Linked DNA regions of Sus scrofa: region 1 is linked to region 2. A link is a contact called in public HiChIP or PLAC-seq data. All regions are on one chromosome and are shown on one strand. The core of a region is the stretch at or near the end of the contact, and the rest is flanking DNA. Distances in the headings are between cores, read along the strand shown. Region 1 overlaps GFPT1 (glutamine--fructose-6-phosphate transaminase 1). Region 2 has its middle 61 kb from the start of AAK1.

Region 1 (3,312 bases), core at 646-3,145, 310 kb after region 2:
TAAGATTCAGTGGGGAGCGAGTTCCTGCAAGTTGGAATGTGTAAGAAATGGCTGTAATTATATTTGGGCAGTGACGGTGAGAAGGGAGGACCTGCTGAGTAGAGCAGCTTGGGCAAAGGTAAGAATAGAGGAGGCCAGGTGATGGGGTGGCAGGTAGTCCCTTCAGTCTACATTGTTGGTGGGTGAGTGTGGGTATAGTCCCTTCAGTCTACATTGTTGGTGGGTGAGTGTGGGTGGCTGGAAAGGCAGATTGTCGCAAGAATCACCATCTTTGAATGTCAACATACTGAAACATACCTCCTTCTGTAGGAAGGTGACTCCTTTCCCAGAATGGGTCACTTGCAGACATTGCTGGTGAATTTGTAACTGATCAGTCACTCTAAAGAGCAGTCTGGTGATGTCTAAATGAGACATGCCTATTCTTTATGGCCAGGCACTTCTACTCTTGGGCATATACTTGAGAGACAAAATGACAAGGAGACATGACAGTAAGATTCTCTGCAGTAAAGTTTGGAAGCAACCTAAATGTCCACCAGTAAGGAGATGGGAGAATAAGTTATATGTGGTAGTGAATGACTGGGTGTAGCTTTTGAAAAAAATGTATTGGATCTGGCTCTGCATGTGTGGACATGGATAATTTTGGGAACCTAATATTGAGTGAAAAAAGCAACCTGCATAAGGATATGTAAAGTATAGTATTATTCAAGAAACACAGGAATGCTCTTAATTTGCAGGTGTATTAGCATAATAGGAGTTTGAAGGCATAGATGGGAAAGCTCTTGTAAATCGCCTGGGCAGGAATGGGATGGTGCTGGGTAGGAAGGAGTCACCAATTGCATTTTTTTACCTTTTAGAGCTTAAAAAAGATCTAAAGCATAAATGGTTTAGACATTAACATTTGTTTACTCAGAGTGTGGGTGTTTGGAGGTTTGTGGTGTTTTCAGCAAGTTTCAGTGTTTAACCTCTTAAGCCAAAAGGGAGGAAAGGCCTCTCAGAGAGGGCCATTAGATTGCTTATTGGTAGCTTCTGACTTGGGTAATACTAGCTAACATTCATTGATCACTTTCTGTGGCCCAGGCACCCTACTCAGTGCCTTCTGTATAATCCTCATTGTAACCCATGAAGTAGGTAAAATTGTCATCCTCATTTTGCAGATGAGGAAATTGAAACTCAGAGGAACAGGTACTGTCATTAGATGGTATCAGCAGTAAAGGCAGTGAAGTTTGGGGCCAAAGGGAAGGCAAGAGGACTTTATCTTGAGGAATGACAGTAATTAAAGATTTTTTTTGTTACATTTTGTATCTTTTTTTTTTTTTTTTTTTTTTTTGTCTTTTTGCTATTTCTTTGGGCCGCTCCCACGGCATATGGAGGTTCCCAGGCTAGGGGTCTAATCGGAGCTGTAGCCACCGGCCTACACCAGAGCCACAGCAACGTGGGATCCGAGCCACGTCTGCAACCCACACCACAGCTCACGGCAACGCCGGATCATTAATCCACTGAGCAAGGGCAGGGACCGAACCTGCAACCTCATGGTTCCTAGTCGGATTCGTTAACCACTGCGCCAGGACGGGAACTGCACATTTTGTATCTTAAAGAAGTAAAGCACAGATGGTTATCTGTTAACTTTTGTTATCTCAGGGTGTATTTGAGTGGATTATTAAGTACTGGATTTGAGTGTTCAGCATTACCAGCAAATTTACATATGTTTGAACTACCGAAAAAAAAGAAGGGTGACATTTGAGAAAAGGTACACAGAGGGCAAGAAACCTTGGGTGTGAAGGTGGGAGGAAGGTAGAAGATGCAAAAAAGGAAATTATTGAGGCATTATAGCTCAGAAAGTTCAAGGTACAGGTAGGGAGTTAGCATTTATTGGAGTTAACAATAAAAGATAAGCTAATTAAACAAGGAGGTGGAGGAGAAACCTGAGCAGGGTGGAGATAGAAGGACTATAAAAGTAGGATTGAGGTTTCAGGAGAGAATAAAAGATCTCAGGAGCTATCTGCTTAGTGAATGAGGAGCATGGATACATGTTTCTTAAATAGCAACAGTAAAATAAGTTTGGTAATTACCATGAGCTTGAAATGGACTCAGTTTAGGGAATTTTGTGACTTTCTTCAGTGTTATTTGGCAGCTCTGGGTGGGTAGGGGGAGAGAAAATTGAGAGTGTCATTATCTAGACTTCAGCTTGAATAAGGGGCTTTAGAATGGAATAACAGTGAATAGGAAGAGTCAGGACTGGAGTCATGGTTAATTGATAAATAAAACATGAAATAGTTCTTCTGGGGAATATGCTTTTTGTTGTATATCAATGATTTTTTTCTTATTAGACATTAGATAATGCTCTTTTGGCAACAGGGAAATAGGTGTGGTAGTTAGCATGAATTTGAAATGGATTAATTTTACAGACTTTTGTTACTTTCTGCAGTGTTGCTCGCCCGCCTGTAGAGGGAGACACTGCTTTTAATTATAGTTAACCCCCAAATTACTCAAATGTTTTCATTGCTTGCATTGGCCTGTTAAGTAGTAGTAAACAGTAATTCTTACTTTTCTGGAGGTCATTTATCAGGTCGCCTTAATTATTCAGAACACAGTTAAGCCAGGAAAGAATATATTGATGATTTCATCCATTCATTGATTGAGCCTTCCAACAAAAATTTGAGTGTATGCCCTATATAGCTTAGTACTTAGGATTCACAGATAATAAGACAAGATGCTACTTTTGCAGAACTTGAATTCTGGTAGAAGCCACACTGACAACATTACAAATGTTGTAATAGTGGAGCAGAGTGCATTGTGGTTTTAGTCTTAGGTTCGGGAGTCAGCTGGCCTTGGGTTCAAATCCTATCCTTTCTTCCTATGAGCTATGACCTGGGGTGGCTTCTGTGACTTTGTTAAGCCTCAGTTTCTTTATAAAATGGGGACATTGGTACCTAACAGTACCTAATTGTATTGTGAGGATTCAGTAACAGAATGAGTATTTACTGAGTACCTGTTATATACTAGTCATTGTTCTAGGCCCTGAGGACAGAGAACAAGATAAGCAAATTCCCTTTCCACATGGAGCCTACTGTTTAGTGAGAGGGCCAGACAGCAGACAGATGGATAATATCAGGTGGTGATTAGTGCTATGAAGAAAAAGACTGGTAGAAGTGACATTTGGTCAGAGACCATGTGATTGTATGAAGGAGGGAATTCTAGGTAGAGGGAACACCAAGTGCATAGATTCTGTGTGGGCCTGGCCTGTTTACCGCTGGAAGTTGGAGGGGCTAGAGGGAGGAAGTGAAAGGGAGAGGGGCTGGAGAGGAGGTTGAC
Region 2 (3,399 bases), core at 391-2,890:
TAAAAGAAAAATGCCTTCATTAACCTTTAATTATTCACAACAAACCCAAAGGAAAAGTCCTTGGCCCAAGTCCTAATGGGAGCTATTAAAGCGCTTTTCCTATTCAGCTGTTTAAACTCAGGCAAATAACCTGGTACTTTGCTGCTGCTTCTCTCCTTAGAATGTGAAAGACCAAGGATGGAGTTTCCCTACTAGTGCACGTTAGGGCTGTGGCCAAATATCTTTATCTTCTTGTTTTCTTGGTTTACTTTTTCTCGCTATGGTTCTCATTTTCTGGTGTGTGTGTGTGTGTGTGTGTGTGTGTGTGTGTGTGTAGGAATGCACATGTGTGGTCTGTTTAGAAGGAGACTTTAGAAGCACAGAATGTTCACCCGTGGTGTGTAAGACACTGCCCCCACCCCCAAAGGAATGGCTAAGAGAATAAAGAGGGGAGAAAAAATAAAATGAGTCAAAAATAGGCAAAACAAAAAAAGCATATGTACAAAAATCGTCTTTCCTTTTCTCAATTTCATGCTTTCTTTTTTTCTCTTTACTGCATTACAGGGTTTTTTTTTCCTTCACATTTCTATATGTCTCTTTTATTCTCTCTGTGCCTTCATTATCTCGACTTCATTAACAGGTCCAAAACCGGAAGTCATTATCTTGACACCTGTAACCCTCAAGTCCTACTTCTCTGTTTTTGTTTTTTTGTCTTTTTCTAGAGCTGCATCTGTGGCATATGGAGCTCTGATTAGATCCAGGCTAGGGGTCTAATCGGAGCTACAGCTGACAGCCTACACCACAGCCATAGCAATGCCAGATCCAAGCTGCGTCCTCGACCTACACCACAGCTCCCGGCAACGCTGGATCCTTAACCTGCTGAGTGAGGCCAGGGATCAAACCTACAACCTCGTAGTTCCTAGTAGGATTCATTAACCACTGCGCTACGACGGGAACTCCCCTACTTCTCTTTCTGAATTCCCTGATCTGTTCTCAGTAGAACCTTCGGGTCAGCCACCGAAATTAAAAAAAAAAAAAAAAAAAAAGCAAATCATTCCTTGTTTTTAAAATCTGCCTTATTGAGGTATTATTTATATACAATGAAAACTCACCCATTTAAACGTGTAGAGTTTAGTGTGTTAAACAAATGTACACAGTCACGTAACCACCACCACAATCAAGACATTTCTATCACCCCAAAAAGTTTCTTATCACTATAGTTTTGCCTTTTCTAGAATGTCATATAAATCAAATTGTAGGAGAAAATGTCCCAATAAAAAGGTAGGAAGGAGAGACCCTGGCCATGATGACTAAGCAAAGTCCAGCCAACTGCCCCTAACCACCACCACCCCCCCCCCCCGCCCCCGCCACATCCGCTTCTGTAAACTTGCTTCCACATCTACTCCCTTGCCTGACCTCACTCCGGTCCTACCAGCCAAGCATGGACCTGGAAGAGGTAGCCCATAAAAGCCTTGTGAAACCCTTCTTTGGGGCTCAGATTCCAGAGAGCGATATCCTCTGAGCCCGCCGGCATAATAAACCTGAGTTCTCCAACCCTCGAGTGCTCGCTTGGTTTCTCGCTGGGTAAAAGAGCTGAGACACTGCAGCCACAGAGCTGCTGGAGCTGGTACACTACAGCCACAGGGCTGTCACTAGAGCTGATACACTGCGGCTGCTGCGGGACTGCTGGGCAAATCATATAGTAACAAAATCATATAGTAGTCTTCTGTGTCTGGCTTCTTTTCTTAGTATGTTGCATTTGAGACTTATCTATGTGGTTGCATGTATCAATAACAGATTATTTTCCACTCCTGAGAAATACTGCATTGTATAGATACATCGCAATTGTTTGTTTACCCATTCCACCAGTTGATCATTAGCACTGTTTAGGGCTATTACGAATTAAGTGCTATGACTATTCACATATAGGTCTTTGTGTGGACATGTATTTTCCCTTCTCTTGGGAGTAGAATTTTATTTCATTTCTAGGAAGAAAATTGCTGAGTGGTACGGTAAGTATAATTTAACTTTATAAAACACTGATAAACTGTTTTGCAAAGAGGCTGCATCGTTTTCATTCTCACCAGCAAAATATGACAATTCCAGTTGTCCCTTGTCATTCCCAATGCCTTCCATTGTCAGTTAAGAAAATTTTTATCCATTCAAGTGGATGTGTCGTACTACCTCATTGTCCTTTTAATTTGTGCTTTCCAGATGACTAATATTGTTGAGCAGATTTTCATATGCTTATTTACCTTGCATAGATCTTCTCTGGTAAATTCTCCATATCACTTGCCTGTTTAAAAATTGGATTTTTTGCCTGTCAGAGTGGCTATCATCAAAAAGAACATAAATAACAGATGTTGATGGGGATGCAGAGAAAAGAGAGCCCCACTTGTGGTTGGGAAGGTAAATTAGTGCAGCCACTGGGAAACAGTATGGAGGTTTTTAAAAAAACTAAAACTAGAACTACCACATGACCTAGCAATTTCACTCCTGAGTATACATCAGAAAAAACCACCAAAAATACTAATTCAAAAAGATATATGAACCTCAATGTTCACAGCAGCATTATGTACAATTGCCAAGACATGGAAGCACCCTAAGTCTATCAACAGATGAATGGACAAAAAAGATGTAGGATATATACACAATGGAATACTACTCAGCCATAAAAAAGAATGAAATTTTGCCATTTGCAGCAACATGGGTGGAATTGGAGAAAGACAAATACTGTATGATATCACCTATATGTGGAATAAAAAAAATACAACAAACCAGCAAATACAACAAAAAAGAAGCTTATAGATACAGAGAACAAACTAGTGGTTACCAGTGGGGAGAGAGAAGAGGGAGAAGCAGTATAGGGGTAGGAAATTAATATTAGACATAAAATAAGCTAAAAGGAAATAGAGAATTACCATATTACCTAGCAATCCCACTCCTGGGCATATATCCAGACAAAACTTTCACTGAAAAAGATACACACACCCCTATTTTCATAGAAGCACTATCCACAATAGCCAAGACATGGAAACAATCTAAACGTCCATCGACAGATGAATGGATTAAGAAGATGTGGTATATATACACAATGGAATACTATTCAACCATAAAAAAGAACAAAATAATACCATTTGCAGCAACATGAATGGAACTAGTGATCCTCATACTAAAGTGAAATAAGTCAGAAAGAGAAAGACAAATACCATATGATATCGCTTATATCTGGAACCCAATATATGGCACAAATAAACCTATCTATAGAAAAAAAAAAAACAACTCATGGACATGGAGAACAGACTTGTGGTTGCCAAGGGGGAGGAGGAGGGAGAGGGATGGACTGGGAGTTTGGGGTTAATAGATGCAAACTATTGCATTTGGAGAGGATAAGCAATGAGATCCTGCTGTATAGCACAG

Evidence for each region. HiChIP or PLAC-seq counts read pairs in DNA pulled down with a chosen protein or histone mark.
Region 1: an H3K27ac HiChIP or PLAC-seq map of alveolar macrophages shows a contact between it and region 2. The contact joins two enhancer-like sites. A contact is called at or near these places in 2 of 47 Hi-C or Micro-C datasets (embryonic fibroblasts and fibroblasts) and 1 of 2 datasets of contacts at active chromatin or transcription factors (alveolar macrophages).

What each region holds. Positions count from the first base shown.
Region 1 is chr3:73,041,131-73,044,442 of Sscrofa11.1, forward strand. All of the region lies in intron 3 of GFPT1 (glutamine--fructose-6-phosphate transaminase 1), which reads left to right. Among named protein-coding and RNA genes, the nearest start is that of GFPT1, 14 kb to the left of the region's middle. Within about 2 kb of position 1,896, at least 8 of the 83 cell types and tissues checked have an H3K27ac peak or open chromatin away from gene starts, as enhancers often do. A contact at or near this core is called in alveolar macrophages, where this site is marked.
Region 2 is chr3:72,731,746-72,735,144 of Sscrofa11.1, forward strand. No RefSeq gene overlaps it. Among named protein-coding and RNA genes, the nearest start is that of AAK1, 61 kb to the right of the region's middle. Within about 2 kb of position 1,641, at least 3 of the 83 cell types and tissues checked have an H3K27ac peak or open chromatin away from gene starts, as enhancers often do. A contact at or near this core is called in alveolar macrophages, where this site is marked.